Linked DNA regions of Mus musculus: regions 1 and 2 are each linked to region 3. Evidence: chromatin contacts called from public promoter capture Hi-C data. All regions are on one chromosome and are shown on one strand. Each heading gives the region's core, a stretch centred on a gene start, on an enhancer-like site or on the middle of the called end of the contact. The rest is flanking DNA. Distances are from core to core; before and after follow the strand shown.

What was found. Promoter capture Hi-C pulls out the DNA fragments that hold promoters and counts their contacts.
Region 1: a contact with region 3 is called in a promoter capture Hi-C map of hippocampal neurons, with 3 times the contacts expected there. The contact joins the promoter of Tmem207 here to the enhancer-like site in region 3. A contact is called at or near these places in 19 of 39 promoter capture datasets (the 3T3-L1 cell line, 3T3-L1-derived adipocytes, the C10 cell line and 12 more), 1 of 15 datasets of contacts at CTCF or cohesin (pro-B cells), 13 of 484 Hi-C or Micro-C datasets (adipose-derived mesenchymal stem cells, cerebral cortex, cortical neurons and 7 more), 1 of 115 datasets of contacts at active chromatin or transcription factors (astrocytes) and 3 of 9 other capture datasets (adipose tissue, liver and macrophages).
Region 2: a promoter capture Hi-C map of hippocampal neurons shows a contact between it and region 3, with 5 times the contacts expected there. The contact joins the promoter of Gmnc here to the enhancer-like site in region 3. A contact is called at or near these places in 14 of 39 promoter capture datasets (the 3T3-L1 cell line, 3T3-L1-derived adipocytes, the C10 cell line and 9 more), 51 of 484 Hi-C or Micro-C datasets (the Ba/F3 cell line, the C10 cell line, ECoMG myeloid progenitors and 19 more), 3 of 115 datasets of contacts at active chromatin or transcription factors (astrocytes and epiblast stem cells) and 1 of 9 other capture datasets (adipose tissue).

The regions. Positions count from the first base shown.
Region 1 is chr16:26,525,379-26,528,154 of GRCm38.p6, forward strand. It overlaps Tmem207 (transmembrane protein 207), which reads right to left and starts at 1,393. Exons shown (of 5, transcript NM_001101640.1): 1 at 1,262-1,393. The coding sequence starts at 1,336.
Region 2 is chr16:26,990,243-26,993,047 of GRCm38.p6, forward strand. Gmnc (geminin coiled-coil domain containing) reads right to left here and starts at 1,410. Exons shown (of 6, transcript NM_001013761.2): 1 at 1,231-1,410.
Region 3 is chr16:26,780,512-26,783,432 of GRCm38.p6, forward strand. No RefSeq gene overlaps it. Among named protein-coding and RNA genes, the nearest start is that of Gm20319, 26 kb to the left of the region's middle. Within about 2 kb of position 1,515, at least 9 of the 459 cell types and tissues checked have an H3K27ac peak or open chromatin away from gene starts, as enhancers often do. A contact at or near this core is called in cortical neurons and hippocampal neurons, where this site is marked.

The DNA.
Region 1 (2,776 bases), core at 143-2,642, 260 kb before region 3:
CTTTGAGAGGTCCAAAATCCTCAGCAATCTAACAAAGTTTTCTTAGTTCTAGGTGATGAACTTTAGAGGCTACAGTATTTCACACCCATAATCACAAGAAAAGAGGTGTTTCTTTTTAGATACTCTTTTTGTATGCTACTTTGACTCTATGAATTGACACTCTCTTGTACAATGAGACATTCAAACATCACTTAATGTAACACTGAGGCTTGGAAAGGTCACTTGAAGCATTTATTTTTCCAGACTATCACATGTAAATATAAGTACAAATAAATTGTTACAAATTTCAAGTGATAGGTTTGGGGTTTTTGTATTTAATATGTGCATTCCCCTTGATCTCAAATGTGCCTTTCTTTTTTTTTTTTTTTTTTTTTAGCACCTAGTATTTATGCCATATGGAGCAATGGATTGGCCATCAGAGAGCATGGTAATGAACAATTTATAAGCACAGAAAATGAGTTGTATTCTCTTTTGCTAAAATGCTGCAAAGAGATTTGCATACTAACCGGGAGGAAATGAGCATTCAAATTCTGTCTATAAAGAAACTTTGTTTATGACGAGATGTAAACCATTTGGGATCTAGCTTAACAGATAAAACAAATTAAGCCAACCTTTCCCTTTCAAGTCACATCCCAGTCTTCTCTGTCTGTTGTACCCTAGCAAGGAGCGTGTGGTATCTCATTATCACCACCAAAGGGCCAATGCATTAGCTGCCAATCTCCCAGGCTGTTATGACATAAAGAAAGGAGGTCTTAATACGCTGCAACCTTCGATCTTTCAGACACCTTGCCTTCAAGTAAGAGACATACAAGGATGCCATTATTGGTTACAAAAAGATGCCACCACAGACTAGCCACATAAACCTAAATATGGCTCTGTCTGCAGCAGTCATCACTGAAAAACTGTCAAGAATCCAGGGAGCTGCAGAGATTGGTAAACATTTTCTAAATTAGAAGAGCCATAGTATTTTTTGTGTCAATAGTATTTCTGTGTTTGAAAACATCGCAAAGTATTACAAAATAAAGTGTACATTTACATCACGGATTTCAACAGCATTGCAGCTAGGAACAAAGAAATGAGACTTGAGGCCATGGATGTTCTAGTTTTCATTTTTGGAAAATAACTAATATAAATCATGGGGTGCTGGTAGAATCTTGAAGAGAATCCTTTACACGCAGTAGTTAAATCACACAAAGGACAAATTCTCAGTATATCAACCCCAAAGAGACCTCCAAAAGCTACTAAAAGCATCAATGATTACCTGGAATAGTGGCAAACACAGGCATCCCGCAGTTACGATTTTGGAAGCGACACGGAAAGGACTTGATGTTGACATGCTAAAAAGAAAGATGTACCCAGATACTGTGGCTTACTCACTCTAATTAACTCTCTCAGAATATATTAGCTGCTCTATGCTATGTGTCCTGCTGCAGTGTGCATTAATGATGGAGTATGTGACCACGAAAGGGCATCCAGGGACAGAATGTTAGCTGCATGCTCACAGGTACTAGGAGCTCAAGGAGTTTAAGGTCAGAACCCAGGGACTGTTTGTTAAGGCTTTTAAATGCTGACCTGCAAAGCCAGCTGGTTGTTTGAACAACTTTCAGTATTCAAGTGCATATTTAATTCCAGGGAACATGTGAGGGTTTTCTTTCTTTCTTCTTTTTATTTATTTATTGTTTATATAACACCTTGTACTGTATACATTAATTCAATCTTCTATGCTTTGTAGACCATCTTTGCTCTTCTTTTCCTACATATCATTTTGAGTAGGAGGTTGTCCTCAGCGTTGAGTCTCCAGTGATCAGATTAGCAAATTTAAAATTTAAAAATAGAGTGGGAACGGGTAGATATGTAAATATGTCCTTTCATAGATAACTAAAAATACTAGAAGTTAATTACTGGAAAATATCAGCTAAATTACAAAGCACCCTTCGGCCACAGCTTTACTTTTCTAGAATGTATCTACATCTTTATATATTGCTTAAATCTGTAAATGGTGCCTATAATAATTTGAAGTGCTGCTCACTGAAACACTGAATGTCCATCAACATGATCAAATACCAAATGGCTACATGCATGCAGCGGAATAGGAGGAGGCTATTATGATTATTTCCATGAATTTCTAAATATGAGGTCAGACACAGAGAGTGATGCAGAAAATGCTCTTAGTGCTATTTTTAAATACAAGTAACAAATGATAGAAGTCAGCCTATATAGCTTGTTACTATTATATATATATGTATATATAAAGGAAGGCAGAGTTAGTGGAGTTTTTTTCTTGTGTAAAATATGCTGCATATGCTTTTATGTGTACAGAATGTGACATAGATTGTCAAAAGTATTTGTAAAAGAGAACTGGAGACTAAGAAAAGAAGTGTGGAAGGGGAAAGTTTCACTATCAGTTTCTTGTCTGGTCGCTACACGTACATTTTGTCTATATGTCACTCAAATGCGTTCACATTTAAAGGGACAAATCTGAAATCAAATATCTAGAATTCAGATCATGGTGCAACCTAAATCCCACAATAGTTTACTAAATTCGATTTTAATTATTATATAGGAACCCATTTATGATTACATCCATAGATTACTCCGGAAACAAAGCTCCAGCTCTGAACTTGGATTTAAAGCTTCTGGATTATTTGCACTGTGTCTGGACAGGCGAAGCAGACTCAGTGACAGCCATGGTCTGTTTAGTATGCAGACACAGACACAGCCATGAATTTCAAAGCAGAGGAAGGGCTCAGTGCCAACACCAACAGGAGAAAAGTAA
Region 2 (2,805 bases), core at 160-2,659, 210 kb after region 3:
ATTGAAACAAGATTATAGTTTGGGTCAATTAAATTTTCTTTTATTAAAACACACCCAAATAAGAATGTAGGAAAGATTAAACTGGAAAAGTAAGTTTATTAATTTATACTTTTATTTTTGGTTTAAAAAGAATTATTTCTTGCTTAGCGACACTAATAAAATATTTTTTTCTATGATGGCAAATTGTGTTTAAAAACAAACCTTTGGCTCTGATTGTTAACCAGTTTGCCCCACAGGGGGTAGTGAAGAGGTTTTGTGCAGCTTGTCTAATATTATCCTAAAGGGTTATTAAGAAAATTGCCTGTAACTTGTACCGATCTGTGGTTTCTGCAATTTCCCATTGACTTATGTCTTTTAATTCCCTGGTTATACACCATATCAGTTGTTTCTTAATTCACTTCAAGCCACATATCATTATGTCTGTTACTCAGAAGCCCCAAGTCCCTTGCCACCCTCAATGGTTATTTAATATGATAGTGGAGATTATGTAATCGACAATGAAACTGGATCGCAAGCTGAGGCTTAAGTTGTAAGGGGCAGTAGACTATTCTCAGATTGCTTCATGAAAGGATTTACAATAATAGCAACAAAATCACAAGTCTTAAAATTAGCATTATTTAAGTAGCCAGTTTCCTATCTATATTTAATTTTCTGGATTCTTAAGTTTTATATTTTAACTACTGCTTCTGCTTTCTCGTGTGTTTATATCCACATTCCTGGTCCCATATATGTCATCAATGAAGATTATTCTTTCTAACTGCTATAATATATTCATGAATATAAACTCAAAATAAAATATTGTAACATTTAAATTACAGGAAATATACCCTTTTTTAAAGTTGAGAAATGTATTCCACATAGTCATACTAGGTTTTTAAAAAAATAATGCTACCAAATTCTGGTAGCAAAATTCAATATTATTCGATGCTGTTATTATTAGTGTTATTTCTTCAATAAAAGCTGTATTGATAAGCTTGGCACAGCATGCATATGTGAATGTACATTTGCTAAAAGTATTCATCAACTTTCCATTTATATTGAATAGGCACATTTAAAGCCATATATACATTTTCAAAATATTAGGGGCTTTTTTTGTGTGCAGTCAATAACAACTAAAACAATTCCAGAAAGTTCTCATTTCTCCCCCACACATTGTGTGACAACTATTTCCCAGAGAGATTGCCCAGACCTGCAAATTCATACATGTAAGTTTATATGTAGCACTCTTACCTTGAGATGAAATTTCTTAGCCAGAATCGTGCACCACTGTCTCTAACATTTAACGTCTCATTACTCTCTGGAAACCTCACTACTACCTATAAATGTGTTCTGCTGGCTCATAAACAATTATATCATCAGTCCCCTCCGTCTGTAACAGGAGACCTTAACCACAGAACTGGGAAATAAAAGGAAGACTTGTGCCAGGAGCAATACTGATGCCAAAAACCTGCCTTGCAATGATTGGCTGAATGGGCCAACCAGTTGAGTTTCATTCACCACACCGGACTCTTGAGTTAACCTACAAGCATTTTTTTTTTCATTTTCTCTCTATTTTTTTTTTTCCTTTTCCAAGGTCCCCTTTGATTTCATGCTGGCTTTTTAAATTGAGGATAGAGTTAATTCACTTAACAATGCCACAGCTGGAATTAAGTATGCCTCTTTTACTGCTGGGCTGAGCGGCTGTACAGCCTGGTTGTGTCTTATTGGATGCCCAACACCCTTGACGGCTGTTGCTGACTGAGTGGTGCCTCTAGCGACAGGAAAGAAGTTAACTAATTATGAACATATGGTTTGGCAGGCACCTTGTTAGCTTGCTGCTGCGTAGGTGTTTGGAAGCAGGAGAAGGGGAAACTTTGAGGTAGAAGGTGCGGTTAAAAGTCCCACTGATAAGCCTGGGGGAGATTTGACTGATCCTAATCTATTCTTTTTGTCAGGAGTCAGCGTGCTTCTGGCAGCAACAGCTTGGTAATAACAGAGATTTGTGGCCCTTAAGCTCTTGTGGTGATAGCCGGCACACGACCAGACCAGTCAACTGGCTGCTTAAAAGGTCTCGCATTAATTGGCCATAGTGGTGAGAACAGAAATGAGAAGTTAGGTCAAGGTAGAACACATGGTCTACCTGAAATGGCTCACCATGATCAGCTGCACAGATGTCGTTCTTTATTGATGTGATCCACAGTAGAGGAATAAGAGAATCCTTGGGGAATGGGCTGCAAGAAAGTGTGTATAAGAGCAGCAAGTGTGGCCTCTGTGTGCAAATTACCTCAAGGAAAACACAGGTGTATACAGAATTGGAAGAAGAGTTATCACATTGCTTGTGGGTTATTAGATTAAAAAAAAAAAAACAACTGAGTGCACTTTATAGAAATGAAAAAATTAAAAACTAAACAGAGAGTACTGTAGAATTGAAGAATTCTGTGACTTTTACAAATATATCAGATAAAATAGTGTTTATTCATACTCAGTGATCAACAGCAAGTCATATGAAATAGGATATTTTCTCATAACTATGTCTCCGTATATGCAACAGACTTGTCTCATTATATTTTCTTTTGCTATTTGTATGTGTGAACATGTATGTCTGTGTGTCTGTGTGTGTGTGTGTCTGTGTGTCTGTGTGTGTGTGTCTCAATGGATTTGTGCCTGTGGTGCAGGCGCCAAGGAGGCCAGAGGCATCAAATGCCCCTGGATTTGGAGTTACAGTGGTTGTGAGCTTGCTGGACAGCTGGATGCTGGTGCTGGGAACAGAACTCTGGTCCTTTACAAGAGTAGTATGTGCCTGTAAGGACCAAGCCAGTAACTAGT
Region 3 (2,921 bases), core at 265-2,764:
TCATCCCTCATGGATAGCGCAGTGTGTTGCAGCTTGTTGCAGTGTTTTGGTTCCCCAGCAGGATTTAGTTCCAAGCACAGGGGTAACAGGGTTCATACTGTGCCCCATAAGGCATTCCTCTATTACTGATGTCACTTCCCCACTCTCCACCCGTATTTCTTGGATCCTTGAATACACATCTGTGTTTGTTTTGGAAGATGGAATTATGAAAACTTTCAGGGGGAAAGTGGTTTCTGCGATGGAAGAACAAAGTCAAGTTTGGTAGAGATGAGTTCTAGTGTGATCTAATTTTTTTACACCCTTTTTTTTGGTGTTATTTCCTAAGCCTGCTTCCCGCAGGTCAGTTTCCGAAGCTTTGATCCAAGGTCTTGTCAATTTTTTTCTATGGTTGGTGTTAGGCATCTAATCTTCTTTCCCTTTGAGTGCTGGATTAGTTATGGATTATGTTAACTTTGCAGGGTATAATTTAAGTATATTAAATAATATTTTGATGTCTCTTCTTAAGTTTTTTCACTTTGTAAAGTAAAATATATTCTACAGATGGAATTGAGCCTTCCAAAGATTTATAAGCCAAAGTCCCACATCTCAACCTGCTGTGCTATATTTAGAAACAGGGCCTTGTGGGGGGTAATGAGAGCTGCACGGTATCATGAGGTTAGAGCTTGTGTCCCATAGATCTGGTGTCCATATGAGAGAAGAGCCTTTTCAGAGCACATCATGTTTGGGTGGGATCTTGGGAACCTGTGTGAGGACACTTTAGGAAGGCACACAAAAGAGAGGGCTCCAGAAACACAATTGGCTGTTACCTGGGTCTGGAATGTGCAGCTTATAGAAGAGGAACAGAATAACTTTCTGGGTAAGGTATCCAGCTACACATTCTGCTTTGTTAAACTTGTCCAACCTGAGTAACTACCGCACATGCATGTACACACTCACACACTCACTAACACACACACACACACACACACTCACTCACATACACTCAATCACACTCACTCACACACACACACTCACACATACACTCACACACACACACACTCGAACACACACTCACACACACACATTCACACACACTCACACACACACTCACTCACATACTCACTCAAACACACACTCTCTCTCTCACACACACACACACACAAATACAGTTATTAAATTTTAACTATATATGCTTGTTTTTCTGTTATCCTTACTACTTGTCTCTAAACTATATAATGCTGTCATAATGCTCCTTTTAAAAGAAAGTATTCTGCATGCAGGTGTTCATTACATGTCCAATTGTGTAATTGTCTTTAACTAAGTTTTCTCAGATGTGAAAGGCAAATGACTGTTTGCTTGTTGGATTGTTGTGCAGTTTTATCACTATAAAGCCTCAAAAATATACACGTATCCTTTTGCCACAAATTCTCTTCTCTACATTTTGCATGAACATAATCATCTCCCTATATTACGCTCCTATTCTTACTAACATAGCCTTTTCCTGTCCCCAGCTCCACTTTTCTCCACTGGCAGACTGAACCCTGCAAGCTCATTTTTTCTCATAATGGGTAGCCAAACAGACCATCCATTGAGGCTCCCAGTAGATCAATTGACAATTGATTCAATTTGGTCACTAGGCAACATATTTTGGGAAAAGCATGCTGTGAATGCTGTTTTTGGACTTATTTTCCAGGAATAAAACGTTCTGCAAATAATCTTCTGCTTTGTTCTAGGACTCATGCAAGCCCAAAATAGCATACATACTTTGTGCCTGCGTTTTCCCATCTTACCACAAGCTCTGTTTAAGCATGTAAATCTATATCAAAATGGCATTGATACTGGATGCAGATTTATGTTTGGAAGTAATAGAAAAAAAGAGAGAAGAACATTTGGAAAGAATATTAAGAGTTGAGATATCAGAAGAACCATATTTTTAAAGATGTATAAGCTTTAGAATTAGCAGCCCTTTCTTATCACTGCCTAGTTTGTGGCTTATGGGAACTCAGTCCTTATTTCAGGCTTTTTTTTTCCCAAAATGACCACTGGAGGGCATTGCCAGTCAGCAGAGATGGAGGTTTCTATTAAAACACAAGCCTAAAGAAAGTTACGCCACAAAAGTAAGATGCACAGCTATCGGATCAGACTATATGGAAACAAACAGAAAGCACTAACCAGTAACTAAATATTTCAAGGTCTTTCCTGCAACTGAGACTGACCTTAAAAAAAAAAAGAATTATAAAATGTGGTAGGGGTTGCCATAGTTTTAATGCTCTGCATGGCTTACTTCGTTGAATGGAGCATTTCCTTCCCAGGAGCACAGGCCTCATATCATTAAAATGGAGGATATTCTCTAACAATGTACTATACATTGAGCTACTAAAAACTCAAATTGGAATTTACTTATAATAGTGAGTCATCTTAATAATCAAAGGCAGCCAAGGCACGCCATTAGAAATTGTAAGGTGTTTGAAAACAGACTATTTAACATTTTATCACATCTGTAGATTCCTCATTAGGTTGATTTAAACCGTAAACTTATCTGTGAGTTTCCTGGGGCTGGATTTGAAGAAGTGATGACTGAGTCAATTGTCCTAGTGTCGAGGAAACTCTTAAGCTTCTGCATTGGCCACTAATGTTTCTGAGCACCTCGAGGCTGGTCCTCTTTGAAAGACTTCCACAGTGCAAACTCAACTATGTCCTTTATTTCTATGCCCTGGAACGGAAGAGGCATTTCAGATTTGGAGTGTGTTTTAAAGTGTGTATGTACATTGTCTGTAAATGGCTGTAAATTATAACCTCAGCTCTTGGCAAGCCTGTGACAATGGTTCTTTTAGATGTGGTGCTTTAAGGCAGGGGCAGATAGTAAGTTGACTAATTAAACACTTTAGTTTACATTCTCAAACTCCATAGATTCTAAATAGATGTGTACACCATAGGTTACA